Linked DNA regions of Mus musculus: region 1 is linked to region 2. The links are chromatin contacts, called in public Hi-C maps. All regions are on one chromosome and are shown on one strand. The core of a region is the stretch at or near the end of the contact, and the rest is flanking DNA. Distances in the headings are between cores, read along the strand shown.

Evidence for each region. A called contact is a pair of places that touch in the nucleus more often than the background predicts.
Region 1: a contact with region 2 is called in a Hi-C map of cerebellum, with 2.2 times the contacts expected there. The contact joins the enhancer-like site here to the promoter of Actr8 in region 2. A contact is called at or near these places in 3 of 39 promoter capture datasets (3T3-L1-derived adipocytes, the HPC-7 cell line and HPC-7-derived erythroid cells), 6 of 484 Hi-C or Micro-C datasets (the CH12 cell line, cerebellum, double positive thymocytes and 3 more) and 3 of 9 other capture datasets (adipose tissue, liver and pancreatic islet).

The regions. Positions count from the first base shown.
Region 1 is chr14:30,123,626-30,131,490 of GRCm38.p6, reverse strand. Cacna1d (calcium channel, voltage-dependent, L type, alpha 1D subunit) reads left to right here. Exons shown (of 47, transcript NM_001083616.2): 10 at 1,287-1,374; 11 at 2,693-2,719; 12 at 6,549-6,709. Among named protein-coding and RNA genes, the nearest start is that of Gm52106, 55 kb to the right of the region's middle. Within about 2 kb of position 1,915, at least 6 of the 459 cell types and tissues checked have an H3K27ac peak or open chromatin away from gene starts, as enhancers often do. A contact at or near this core is called in cerebellum, where this site is marked.
Region 2 is chr14:29,974,445-29,981,503 of GRCm38.p6, reverse strand. Actr8 (ARP8 actin-related protein 8) reads right to left here and starts at 3,167. Exons shown (of 13, transcript NM_027493.3): 1 at 2,916-3,167. The coding sequence starts at 3,038. It overlaps Selenok (selenoprotein K), which reads right to left. Exons shown (of 5, transcript NM_019979.2): 5 at 6,430-7,028. The coding sequence ends at 7,025.

The sequences.
Region 1 (7,865 bases), core at 666-3,165, 150 kb before region 2:
TGTTCACAAAGGGCTCAGGGACTTCCCTTTGTGCCCTTGGGAGACAGGGCTCTCTGACCTCTGGGTCTATGAGTCAGGTCCCACTTTCTCCTTGCAGTGAGCTTTCTCTCTCTCTCCTCAGCAGGGATGGAAGCCACACAGTCAGTAGAGAGAACAGTAACCCTCCACCCCACCCCCACCCCCAGTCCCACCCCACCCCCACCCCCAGCCTCGACTGGGGCTCACAGTGTCCACCACCGTTCTATAGGCACTGCTAACAGTTTTTGTAGATGAAGTTTGAGGTGTCCTTGCTCAGGGGAACTGCCTGACCACAGGAGCAAGGCTTTCGTGCGGGTAGTGTAAGGTTCTGAACACTGGGGCTCTGCCTCAGGAAAGAGATGTCCATGAGCCTAGGTAGCTTCCCCAGCTTCAGTTTGGGCTTCCTCCCCCTCTCAGCTCCACTCTGTCTCCCAGCATAATCAGGCATCTTTCCCAAGGGCATCTTGCACAGACTCCTGAGGTAGCTCCATTCAGGGACATCTGCCCCTCACCTTCCAGGTGACCACATGTCAGACGTTGGCTCTGGGGGATCCAGGGACCTCCAAGCACTAGTAGGCCCGTTTTACATCTCTTCCCCTTCTTCTAAGGATCCTGACATGGACCTAGGTCTCAGAGACATCAGACCTGGGACTGAAGTTGGCCCTGCCCTGCTCGATGATTGGCAAGAGCCCTCACCTGCTCTCTGCTCCAAGGCTTTCCTTCTGCTTTCATAGCGCTCCAGTGCTGGCTTATTCAGGAAGTACCTTCCCTATGCTGGCCGTACACTCTCGGTGGAGCTTAGACATCCAATCAACTGCCACAGACTGAGTGGAGCTCCTGACATTTGAAAAACGTTTATGCACGTGTCTCTATGCACTGCCTCCTCCAACTGTAATAGCTTGTCTTTGGTGTGCTGTAAAGACCTCTCCATGAGCCGTGAACTCTGCAGAAGGGGCCAGTGGAAGCATTCCCATACTGAGATATTTGTATACCTTCTCTGTAGTGCTGTGATAGAGAGAACAGGCCTGTGCCAGGCCTGCCGGCTCCATTCACTGTGACACCATGGCTTCTTTTCTTGGGAAGCATTTGGGTCACCAGAATTGTCTCTTGCAGGTGATATTGGCTTTCTCTGCAGCCACTGAAAGCGTAGGCTCAGCCTGGCACGCCTGATAGCCCTCCTTCCGGCATCCTGAGAGTCTGCACCTGGCCCACCGCCTGGCATGTCATGCCACAGCACGCTGTCTAAAGCACTTTTCTTCTCCCCACAGCTAGCATGCCCACCAGCGAGACTGAATCTGTCAACACAGAGAACGTAAGTGGTGAAGGCGAGACCCAGGGATGCTGTGGAACTCTCTGGTGAGTGTGGAGGCTGCTCAGCCTCCTTACCCCACTTTGGAGATGCTAGCGCTGAGAGGGTACCCCCAGAGGACAGTGGAGTCCTTGGGCTCTGGAAGGAGATCAGCTGTGCTCCAACAGGCTGCCTCCAGCCCTTTGGTACCCCTCCTCCTATACCAGGTCTGCTGGGGCATCTCAGCATCTTGCCTGCCTCTGCTGTGACGTTGTCTGCCTAAGGCAGGGCATGGGAAGTGTGCTTTTTAACCCAGCCACCTGCTCTGTTCATTAGGTGCTGGTGGAAAAGAAGAGGCGCGGCCAAGACCGGGCCCTCTGGGTGTCGGCGGTGGGGGTAAAGGCTGATTTCTCCTCCCACTTGGGTTTGGTATCTGTGCTTTGAAGGAAGAGCTTGAATGGCAGAGTTGCTGGCTAGAATGTGCCACATACTTAAATCTTCCTTCACCCATGGGACCTTCCAACCCCATCCCGGCAGCTGGATCCGGAGGTCCCGCCCTCCACTGCTCAAGGCCCCGTGTTTTGGAGCTGTGTTTGCACTGCCCTTTCCTGACCACGTGGGGCGCTATCCCCTTGAGGGTTCCCAGGCTTTTCTCTAGATAACTGGGCTGCAGTAGCAGGGTTGGGGCAGCAATGCAGAATGTGCCAAGAACTGCCTGCTTTGGGGAGCCCGGTGCTGATTTGACTTGTTTGCTTCTTGCCTGCATCGTTTACATCTTATTCCTCCAAAGGACGGGTGTCATCTTTAAGAGAACTCAACCTCATTTGGGGCAGAGGTTCATAAATATGACACACACACTATTGGGAGGTATGGCGATGGCTCATGGAGCGATTCACCCCTGTTCTCCTGCTCTGCCCTCTCTATGACGTGAAGTGGGCTGGGAATGGATTTGCTGTCCCCATTTTACAGATGAGAACACTGAGCTTTGCAAGGCATGCTGTGTCCCCACCCTTACCCTTGCTGTGATCGCAGGAGCCAGGCAGGAGCAACAGTTGCTACTGTTGAGACTGGGGTTGCAGGCCACAGTGGCCCAGCAAACTGGCTTCCGCTAGAGGGAGGGAAAGGAGAAGGACCCTGCACCGGTCCATGGCCAGTCCGGAAATCTGAGCCTTCTCTTGTGCCTGGGCCCTTGGGGGTGCTCCTGGCACACCGTTAGCACCTTGACATCTGCTCTGGCCTTAACCAACTGGCCAGCTATTAAGAATCAGCCACGGGGAACCAGAGTCCTGGCTTCTGTGCATGGCTTTAGCCATCTCTACTTCAGTGATGGGCACTTGAGCTGAACCTTCCGCATGGGAGTCTTAACACTGTTTTCTTCCCTTTCAGTCAGGCCATCTCGAAATCCAAACTCAGGTCAGTTCTTTCAACTTGCTTTCCCTCCCTCCCTCCCTCCCCCCCTCTCGCCCCTCCCCCTCTCTCGCCCCTCCCTCCCTCTCTCCCTCCTTTCCTTCCTTTTTTTCCCCCTCAGAGCTTGCATTACGGTTTTTATGTTATGTTTTAAATTCTGACTTTTATGTAGAATTGGTCTAGACTTGAGTTTAAACATGGATTCCCAGATTTCAGTCAGTCTTTAAGTCTTACAGCACTGCCTCGGGGAGCAGGACGGAGCATCAGCTTTTAGGCAGGAGCACATTTGCCTCTTTAGCAACCCTCCAGTCACTTCTCAGAAAGATTCTCCACAAAAGAAGGTACAGGAGTCTAAGGCACCTAGTAGTGTTCAGTTTCCAGCCCTGGATGCAGGCTGTGTGTTCATCTTGTAAGTCCCCACATGCATTTTGTGTTCTCTTCTTATGTGTTCTTTTCAATTAAAGACATTTCCCTGCTGTATGCAAACAGTAGTCATAAAACTAAGAAATAAAACCTCACCCTGTAGAAACTCCGAAAGAAAACGGGAGAGAAAGCACTGTGACCACAGGTTAGACAAAGACTTCTTAAAGATCATTGCCCAGGACATGATCCATATGAGAGAAAAATGATAGATTGATCCCCATAAGAATTAAAGCATCTAACTTTATTTTATTATAAAATCAAAAGAATAAGCCACAGACCTGATCAAAATATTTGCAAGTCATATTTGATAAAAGGCTAGATCTAATATGTAATCTAATATGTGATCTAATATGTGAAGAAAATAATATGTAGAGAGACAGTATTAATGGCAAACAGCCCTATAAAAGTGGAAAGAAGGTTCCAGCACACAGTTCACAAGAAGAAAGCTGCATGGTATATAAGCAAAGAAATGAGGAGGACATTGCTGGGTGTTTTGGGCAGTGCTGGCAGGCATGTTATATGACACAATCATTTTGAAAAAGCCTTTAGTAGTCGCTTATAAAGCTACAGTAATGATATGACCTAGCAATTCTAATTATACGGTATCTATGTAAGAGAAAGAAACTTACACTAAAAGTATATGTGTTTGTAGTGGGTTTATTCATAATTATTTTAAAGTAGAAATAACCCAATGTCCATCAAATGGTACAGTGAGCAGATCAGTTGTGATTTATCCATGTGGTACAGTACTTCTCAGTGACAGGGAGAAGGGAGTGTTACTGAGAGGGCCACTAAGAGGGCTTAGTGGGAAAGGTGCTTGCTGTGCAAGCCAAGCGACCTGAGTTCTAGCGCCAGAACCCACATAAAGATGGAGGAGAAGCAACTCAACCAAGCTGTCCCCAACTTCCATGTGCATGTGCACCCTACACAAGACACACATATGTGCACATGCACACACACAACATTAGGTTGTTTTGTTTTGTTTTTTAATTACTGATAATGTTAGCAATACTGATGAATCTCAAAAACATTTTGGGGTGAGGAAAATGAAGCCTCGAAATGACACATATGATGATTCTGGTTAGTAAACAGCAGTGAGCAGAGAAGACAGACCAGTAGTCCTGAGCTGGGGATGGGGCATGAATGGACTCACATGACTGATGGAAGTGGTCTGTATTCCGACTAAGCATAGACCTCAAAAAGAATAAACCTGCTGCAAGTAATTTTATCTCAACCTGAGTCTGAATAAAACTTAATGAGTTTGTCTTAGTCAGGGTTTCTATTCCTGCACAAACATCATGACCAAGAAGCAAGTTGGGGAGGAAAGGGTTTATTCGGCTTACACTTCCATACTGCTGTTCATCACCAAGGAAGTCAGGACTGGAACTCAAGCAGGTCAGAAAGCAGGAGCTGATGCAGAGGCCATGGAGGGATGTTCTTTACTGGCTTGCTTCCCCTGGCTTGCTCAGCCTGCTCTCTCATAGAACCAAGACTACCAGCCCAGAGATGGTCCCACCCACAAGGGGCCTTTCGCCCTTGATCACTAATTGAGAAAATGCCTTACAGTTGGATCTCATGGAGGCATTTCCTCAACTGAAGCTCCTTTCTCTGTGATAACTCCAGCTGTGTCAAGTTGACACAAAACTAGCCAGTACAGAGTTGTTTTGTGGGTCTCTGTTACAAAAGACCACAGCCCTGTTTCCTAGTTTAGCATCTGCCTCTCATCCCCTGCCTCAGCCTTTAACATTCCTCTGGACTCCTCCCCTGCTCTGTAGCCATTCTGGACTGACCTGTCCTCATAGGTGTCTTGCCTTGGTGCCTTCGTCTCCAGGGTCTTTGGCCTGGAGTGTCCTCCGTGAAGACTTTCAATTGCCTCAGGAAATCTCTTAATCATTGAGGTCCAGCCCTTCTCTTAAAGCTGGGACTAGACTTGGTGTAAATTTTGCAGTTGTCATTTGTCCACCACCCTTCATGCCTGTCAAGGCCACCAACCCTGGAACTGTACCATATGCATCTCCAGTTACCGGCACCAGACACCTACATAGCCAGTGTTCAGGAGTGCAGACTTTCATACCACCCACACATAATCGAGCCCAGGAGAGTCAGGCTGGTGGTGTTACACATTTCCAGGGGATACAGCACTGAGGTCTTCGATGTTGAAGTCACATGTAGCTTATCACTGCTGTACAAGGTAGACCCACCAAGCATAGCATTTTGGGACCACCTTACTTATGTGTATGGGATCATGTATCCCAGGAAACTCAGCTGTGAGCTATTAAGAGTCCTCAGTAGAGTTATCTGTGCCATTTGTCCCATTGAAAACTGCAGAGCAGAATAAAAACAAGGCACAACTTGCTGGATCCAGATCTACTCAAAGCCTGTCCTTTGCAGCCTTCCTGGGTTCTATGTGTTTGACATAGCAACACAGCCAAGTCAGCCGGGGCTACAATGTAGCCAGCTGGGGCTACATTGAGGCAGCTTAGATTTTCCTCCTAAGTCATACCTAGAGGAAGTGCCCTCCTCCCAGACACTGAGGCAAGCAAGGCCAGGAGAAAAGGGACTTTGCAGCCTGGCTGGTTCGTTCCTGGATTCTAGGTCTGTGGTCCGTAACTGTCCTCTTGTGGCAAGGAGATGGAGAATGTTTTCCACAAGGAGACAGGCAGAGGGAGAAAATGTCTTCCTCTAATTACAAACAGAGACGGGAAGGTGGGCGGGGACATGTCACATGTCTGTTTGGTTCTGCTCATTTTATTTTTATGAAAACACGACTCAATATTGGATGTTCTCCTAAAGGTATATTTTGAGCATTGCTAGTTAGGAAGGGCACCTGGTGACTCAGCACGAAGACACATGTCCCACTCAGCTTTGACACCTACGAGGCGCCAGAGGAACGGCAGAGACCTGAGAAAGGATTAAAGGCTTCCCTAAACAGAAAGCTATGGCCACGGACTGTTTTTCTCTGTCAAATCGTTTCTCTGTAACGACTAAGCTGCTACACAAGACACATATACTAAGCTGAGTGGTCCTGCCCCACCGACCTCCACAGATCACAAGCTACACGGTGCCTACAAGAGCTTCGTGTGTGTACCGGTGCAGCCTTGAATCTGCTCGTGAGTCTGTGGATGTCTGGGTTCTCTAACCCACTTGCAGGCTGCATATGTCAGACCCTGCAGTTATTTATAGCCAGCGGAGGGGAAGTGAGAGCACGATTCCTTCACAATTATACTTTTTAGAGCTATATGTTCAGACCAGCAGTTTACATCATGGGGCCTCTTCTTCACTTCTGTGCTGCTGGGTCCTGTCTTTCCTGCCTACGCTATAGAGTCAGCCTTTATTACTCAGTAAAGTTGGTCGGCCTCTGAGATGCCATACTCACCCATGGTCTAGGGAGCAACGTTTGCTTGTTTTTCAGCCGTCGATGGCGTCGCTGGAACCGGTTCAATCGCAGGAGGTGCAGGGCTGCCGTGAAGTCTGTCACGTTTTACTGGCTGGTGATTGTCCTGGTGTTTCTCAACACTTTAACTATTTCCTCTGAGCATTACAATCAGCCAGACTGGCTGACACAGATTCAAGGTATGGCCGGAAGGTGTTCTTCTGTTCTGAATTTGAGATGCTTGTCAGTAGCTAACTGCTAACTGCTGGTCAGTATCCAGCTGTGGTAGAATAAGTTAGTAGGACTAACTGAGATGGTAAAGAACCATTCAGACTCAAGCAAGCCCTGGGACAGATGTACAGCTCACACCATGCAGTGTCCGCTAACTTAGGCCCCAAACTTGAGATAGCCCAGGACCAAGGAATTTTGGAATTGAGAGGCACTTCTCCCTGCCATATTGGAAGAGTTACCCTCACTTTAGTATATTTGGTCAGTAATTTTGATTCTGCTACTTTAAGTGACTAGAACAGGGGTACATAGAGGCCATCTCCAAAAGAGCCCGTTCTAGACCGGACAGTTTAGAATTCTTGAGCTGTCCTTCTGTATATTCGCTTCTGCTACTCTCAGCCTGTGGGACATCATTTTTTGTTACACACACACACGTGCACACACACACACACACACACACACACTTTGGAACTTTGGAGATGACTGGGTAAGCAGAGTAACTGCTGTGTAAGCATGAAGGGCTGACTTCAGGTCCGCAGAACACCCGTGTGAAAAGCTAGGCCTGGCAATGTATGTCTGGAACCCCAGCTCCTTGGGGTAGAGAGGATCACTAGGACTAGCTTGGGTTCAGGGAGAGGGTATCTCGGGGGAATATGGCAGAGATGGATACAGCAGAACATGCAACATCTTATCTGGCGCCAGCATATGGTCACCCCTACATGCATGTGTTCATCATACACACATACACAGTCCCCCATACAGGTAGCAAAAATAAATAAAAACTAAAACCTGACCCTAGGGTGCTATAAGAGGTTACTCATCAATGTTGGTTTCAATTGTTTATCTATTTATTTATTTTGTCTTTGTGTATGAGGAAGTATGTATGGAGATAGGAGTGTTAAAAAAGCATAGTATGATCTTAATGCAAAATCTTCAAAGAGTTTAGTGGTGAGAAGTCCAGAAATTCACATAGTGAGCACTTCTACCATTTTATAGTCGGTGAAATTGAGTTGTAGGAAAAAAAAGCAGAATACTTGTACAGACTCATAGCTGGGGTGTGCCCAACAACAAGGATGTTCCCCGTTGCTGGTGCAGCAAGGAGACAGGATAAGGCCATCTACATCTGCC
Region 2 (7,059 bases), core at 1,918-4,417:
GGGAGAAAATAACATCAGCACAGTCCTGCTTCACAATGCTGGAAGCAATATTCATCAACACGGGCTTGTCACCTAGGTTCTCTGCCTGCTGTCTGCCTGATCTGGCAAGAGCCTGGGGTTCAAAGTCAGAGTTCGCAACTGTCCTGGTACGTCAGCACAGTGAAGGAAAACTGATGACGAGAACAAATCCAAAGGAGTAAGGCAATGGCTGTGGCTTGGACAGAACAGCTATTTTAAGTCTATAACTTTCATGGGGGAAGAATTCAAGCTCGATTGGGAAAACTTCTGCCCGCCACCCCCCAAACTTGTTGAGGCATTCAAAGTTTCAGCAAGAGTATGGGAAGGAGACTTTGGCCATGCCTCTGTAAGCAGGGAATCTGGAACAGGCAGACAGCTCAAGAGTAAAGAACATTGCTCTTGCAGAAAACTGGTTCCCAGCACTGACATCAGGCAGCGCACTACCACTTACTCCAACTTCATGAATCTGATGCCCTCTTCTGGGCTCCATGGGTACTGCACTAACATGTGTACACACCCCCACCCCCACAGAGTTTCTATTAAAAGAAAACAAGACCACAATTGAGATCCACAATCCCAGCCCAAGTCCTCGGTACCTCCTTTACGCTGACCTCGCCGCGTAAGTTTCTCTCACAACATTTCTGTGGCTCACAAATACAAAGGCTTAAACTGCTCCATCCAGCCCTTGTTCTAGAATGGTTGTCCTTTCAGTCTACCAAACCCTCTCAACCCAGACCCCAAGTTCTGCTTTACACATGTGCCACTCTGCACAGCTTCAATCCAGACTTCTGCTGATGACAAAACTCAACAACTCTGGAGCATTCAGCAACGCAGCTCCCTCTGCTGGCAAGGTTCTCTCCTTCAGCTCCATCTAACTCCTCCCCTCAGGAATGAATTAAACATCACCCAGAGTAAGTGTGATGGTCCCTTCATTATATGATCGTAGAGCCTTCCTCCTTTCCAGGACGTACAACAAACCCTAGTGAAGAGGGCGTGTCTGTCTTGTTTCCTACCCAGTCTCAGTACATGCTGTCAGTGTCACTGTGCTATGGAGGACATCTGCCAATCGAAAGGGCAAAACACATGAGGGACACCTGGACGTTATCAAAAACCCACGGGCTTCAGTATATACGTGAACGAAGAACATCTAGAGAAGCCGGGTGTGGTGGCGCATGCCTTTAATCCCAGCACTTGGGAGGCAGAGGCAGGCAGATTTCTGAGTTCCAGGCCAGCCTGGTCTACAGAGTGAGTTTCCAGGACAGCCAGTGCGATACAGAGAAACCCTGTCTCGAAAAAACAAACAAACAAATAAACAAACAAACAAGAAAGAAAGAATAGAAAATGCAGTTAAGTATGGACAATTTTTATTTTAGTAATTATGTATTTTAATGTGTTAGGAAAGAAACCTAGTAGTATGCCCCACTCATCATTTCCTGGAAATTATTCATTCCTTAACCCAAGACTGAGAAACGTCCATGAAGCACAAGTGCCCCAGAGGGTATGGGATAGTCAAAGCACGTGACGAGACTCACTGGAGTGTAGAAAAGGGACCGGAAGATATGCTATAAATTCAGCCTGCCACTTGCTCTGATGCAGCCCCCTACACCTCATCAAGTTCTTGTGAGGATGCCAGAGTTAGTCAGGCAGCCTGGATGTAGAACTGTCGGCCTTAGAGAACGCTAACTGTTCAATCTGAAATCCACCATAAAACTGTAAACCTGGACGTGCTTAAAACAGTAAGGTTTTGTTTTTTCCTTTTTATTGGTAACTCAGCTGAGTGGCTCTCAAGTGTAAGCTCTGCAAACGAAAACGTTGTAGCACAACGCCATCAAGTTAGCGTCCCACTCCAAAATTCTCCACTAGCTTCGATGAAGACGCTGGGTTACGAGCTTGTGTGGACACTGAAAATCTCTACCGTCTTTCTCTATTCTAAACAGCTATGTCTCCAATCCTTCACATCCTCTCCAGATCCAAGTCTCTCTTCCCCAGAACCTTCCTAACGCTGCAACCTTTTAACACAGCTCCTAATGTTGTGGTAACCCCCAACCATAAAATTATTTTGTTGCTACTTCGTAACTGTAATTCTGCTACTGTTACGAATCATAATATAAATCTCTGATATGCAACCCCCAAAGGGCTTACGACCCACAGGTTGAGAAATGCAGATAAACCTGGCATAGCTCTAAAACCATTCTAACCTCACCCTAAATCTCTAGCCTCCTGGGACCTCTGCCCTCCTGTCGAGGCTGGAAGAGAGACATTGTGGGTCCTCTGAACTAGCCTATCCCACACACCACACTATGCATTTTACTGCAGCCCTACCAGTTAGATATTTCAACCCACCTATGGGAGAGGAAGAAGGTTCTGAAATGGTCCACAGGAAATCCTCAACGGCCGATCCTTCCCTATTTCTTCTGGGAGCTGTGCACTGCCGTGGCCCATTTCCCTATAGGAATTTATTTCCTTTACTTATCAGTAAGCCCTGGTGAGTGAGAGTGTGAGCCATGCTGCTCCAAGTTGTTTACTTAAACTTGTGCTGTTATTGCCATATTATTCATGTCTATTTAAGGAAAGGCTACCTTTTTCCTGCTTTTAAACGTGAAATGACTTGCACTGTGAGATTTGCAAACAAAGAAACTGGTTAGAGCCCTAACCATCCCTGAATATCTGCTGGCGTCCCTGAGAGCCAGGCCGTTGCTAAATCGTGACGTCTTATAGCTGAGACCTGGAGGCTGTGCACCGCGGCCTTGGCTTTGCCCTGCACCGCGCTACTTTGCACAAGGAACCTATGGGAGGGGACCCGGATGCTTCCGGCTCCGCCCGGACCCTGGGCTCCGGCCAGCAGCAGAGGCCCAGGCTAGCAGTGGTCTAACCAAGGCCAGCCCCCTGCACCTCACCTCCTGCAGCGACTCGGGGACCAACGCGGGTACGATGGGCCGCTTCACGCCGCGCTGCTCCTTCTCCTTCTCCCCGCCCTTCTCCTTCCCGTTCTCCGCGTCCCCCTTCTCGGCTTGGGTCATCTCTGCCACCGTGGACCACCACCAGCCCCGGGGCTCTGGGACACCGACGCCACAGCAGTCAGAGGAGAACCATTGCGCAGGCGCGGCGTCCCCTGGCTGCCCACAGTCAAAATGGCCGCCACCGGCGTCGCCCCTAGAGAATTCTGGGAACGTGGAGGGCATGACAGGGTTGGAGTTTTGGTTTTTCCTTTTTTTTTTTTTTTTTTTTTTTGTTTTTGTTTTTGTTTTGTTTTTGGTGATGATGGGGATTGAACCCAGGCACCATTGAATAGTGAGCATGTTCCTATTACCAATGAGCTACATCTCCAGTGTAATACAGTTAATCAATTAAATTTATTTTTAGCCCTGGCTAGCCTGGAACTTCCTATTTAGACTCACAGAAGTTAAAGGCTTAAGCTATCTCACTTAACCCTAATAAATTGAGTGCTCCGCGCGAGTCTGAGGTTCATCAGTCTCATTTTGACTCCACAGGTCTTCACTCAGAGGTTCCATAATATTGCTAGTTCTCAGTTCGTTGGTCCTGCTCAGATCGGCCTCTGATTGGGTTCTTTGGGACTCGGTCTCTTCTTGACATATTCCTTGAGTAACTTATTTGAACTTCATGCCTTTACCCATTTGATACCTATACATAAGATTTCTACAAATCATTGCAAAGTTAAGATTAAATACAGATTTGGTTTTTTGTCTTTTATTTTGAGACAGAGTTTCTCTATGAAGCCCTGGCTGAACCTGGATCTTACTTTGTAGTCCAGGCTGGCCTCGGACTCACAGAGACCCTCTTGCCTCTGGCCCCAAGTGCTGGGATTAAAGGTATGTGTTACCACCTCCTGGCAAATATGTAATTCCTAATTCCCATTCACCATAGGAGGTGGGACAGGGCATGACAAGCCCCCAACAATAAATCAGATATGTAATTTGGCTGCTCACCCAAGCCATCACAAATAGTCAAGTGACTAAAATTATCTTGAATTCATTCACTTTTTTTGAATGTGTTGTTACTTAGCCAACTCCCGCTGGATGACAACAGCAGCCTCTAAGATGGGGTTCCTGTCTAGTCCAGTTCCTGATCATCTATCCCTACAGCTGCTCAGCGTTTTACTGCAAACTAGTCTGTTGTGGCAGCGTATACATGCCATTCCAACACTCAGGAGGATTGCCTCAGTTTATGGCCAACCACCTCCAAGACTTTACTTGATCTAATGCTCATCATTTGTGTGTGTGTGCGTGCGTGCGTGTGCTGTATGCCCACAGAGCCAGAGAACATCAGGTTGTCCTCATTTATTGCACCACAATACTTCTTTGAAACAGGATTTCTCAATAACCTAGAGCTCAGCTGATAGGCATTGAGCCACGAGATCCCGTCTCTATCTGACACCTGGGGTTACAGGTGAGCACAAGGTATTGGCCAAGCCTTGTTCTATGAGTGCTTTGATCTGAATTCAAGTCCTCAAGAGAGCACATCTTATGCTCGTACCTACTGAGCAAGCCTGGACCACCCACCCCCCTCCCATACCTGTGGTCTATGAAGCTATATTTGATCTTGTTTTGTGTGTGTGTGTATACATTCTTGCATAAGGTGCATATGTGGAGGTGAGAGGATAACTCTAAGAAGTTCTTTCTCCCACACAGGTCCTAGGAGTAGGGTCAGTTAGGCTTGGCAGCCAATGTCAAAGCTTGGCTTTATCACCAGCCCACATACCTAATTTCCAGTGTGGTGTCTGGCTGGATTGATTTAGCTCTCCCCACCCCTGCTCCAGGGTGTCATTTCATTATGGTTCCTTAGACCTAGGGGCCGTTGGTGTGCAGTTGTTTTGTCTATGCACTTTCTCCAACGCTACAATGAAGCTCCACGAGAAGTGTGCTTCTGTAAGCCTCAGAAGACGGCGAGAACACAGGAGTCAAATGACCTGAGCTGGATGTGGGGAGCGTCCCTGGGATCCCATGAAACTGAGATGGGCAAGAGCATTTTGAGTTCAAGGTCAGTTTGGACTGCATGCGACTGTCTCAGTAAGCCAACACAAAGTCCAGTTTAGCACAGTCCATCTTTATTTTTCAAGACAGGGTTTCTCTGTGTAGCCCTGGCTGTCCTGGAACTCACTTTGTAAACCAGGCTGGCCTCGAACTCAGAGATCCACCTGCTGCTGCCTCCCGAGTGCTGGGATTAAAGGCGTGCGCCACCACTGCCAGGCTTTGGTCTACCCTTCCTGATTTCCTTTCATAAGTGACAAAGCATGACTCAAAATTATAAGCTACTGGATAAAGGCAAGTTTCAAATACAGGATATACCAGAGGACAGGTCCTGTGTTACAGGCTCCAGTACTCAAGTGCAGAACAAATCTGCTAAATATGAGTTGCATGCAGGGACTGTGGGGTCCTGAGAGAGGAAGTCAGAACTAGCAGCAATCCTGACAGTCAGAAAAGGCTCTTAGATCCCAAGCACAGAGAAGCTACTGCTTACACTAAGTCACCTTCAAAGGCCATGCTCTTCTTACTACAATATTTCTGCCACTCACAGCCACACAATCTAGGATGCTGTGGAGCTCTAAGCCCTCACGTTTATTCGTATAATTTAAGAATCAACTAAAAACATAAAAGAGGTTGAGTATAACTGAGTGTAGAACTGTTCTTACTCCAAAACTTACACTTTTCTTTCTCTTTCAACACCAGTAGCTTGTGATACTACATCCCCATTTCTGATAAGTAGATATAAATAGCTTTCACCTAAAAACTTGGTTTCAGCCTTTGTACACTGGCATATACTGTTATTACTTTTATAATATTCCAGGGCCTATTTTATGTAGTCACCGTCCACAAGACTAGGGTAAGCTAAGCAAGCTGCGGCTCGCACATGCGTAACCTTAGTACCCCGGAGGCAGGCAGGCAGCGCTCAGGCTCCAGTTCAAGGCCAGCCTGGGCTATAGTTTGCTTTTGTTAGTTTTTCAGAACTTAGAAGTCCCTGGGAAGAGGAACCTCAGTTGAGAAGATGCCTTTATCACACAGCCTATAGAGAAGTCTGTAGGGCATTTTCTTGATGGATTGTTGTGTGAGGACCACTGTGGGTAGTGCCACCCTGAAGGTGGTCTTGGGTTGTACAACGTAACAAGTTGAGCAAGCACTGAGAACAAGCCAGTAAGCAGTGTTCCCCATGGTCTCTGCCCTAACTTCCCTCCGCGATGGACTGTGAGCTATAAGATAGCAAAAACAGAAACAAAACCCCTTTCCTCCCCAAGTTCCCTTCGGTCATAGTCTTTGTCACAGCAATAAAGACAGCAGTGAAGTCCATGGGTTTCAAGACTGGGGAGCATACAGTCAGTCATTTCAAGCTCATTTCTGATGACTGTGGCCTTATAAATATCCTGACGGTGTTATCTAATAGTAAATCAGACAACATGCATTTACAAAGTAAGTATATTAAAGATTAAAAATTCAAAAGCAAATTTACATGTACTACTGAAATAATTATGTTTTGGTTTATTTATAAATGAGAGCAAAGTAACAGTGAGCAGTATTTCAAAAGCTGAGAAAAGGCAAAATTAACAGAACTATATACACTGGAGAAGGGGGTGATGGCTTGGAAAAGCCAGACAAAAACAAAACCAATCAAACAAAACCAACCAAACAAAACTCCAGGACTAAATACATGGCCTTTATTTCTTCCGGATCAAAGATTTTGGGTATGATCATATAAAGACGAACAATTAAGTTTTGCAACCTAGAAATATTTACTTCTTAAAACTATATTAATACTTTAGTAAACTATACAAAAAAAAGATAAGGAGACAAACATGTACATTTATAGAACTGCGTATCAGTCAGGCTAGATCCTGCAGAGGGAATTCCCAGCATGACCTCATTCATCTGTGGGGACACAGAGCAATCCTTGTTTGGACATACACCATCTTCTCCTGCACGAGCCGCTCTTCACCGCTTGATGGCTTCCTTCTACACGTGTGTATGTCTAGTTGTCTGCTTCTCAGAGCAGACATTTACCTAAAAGAGGTTAACAGAATTAGCTCCTGCT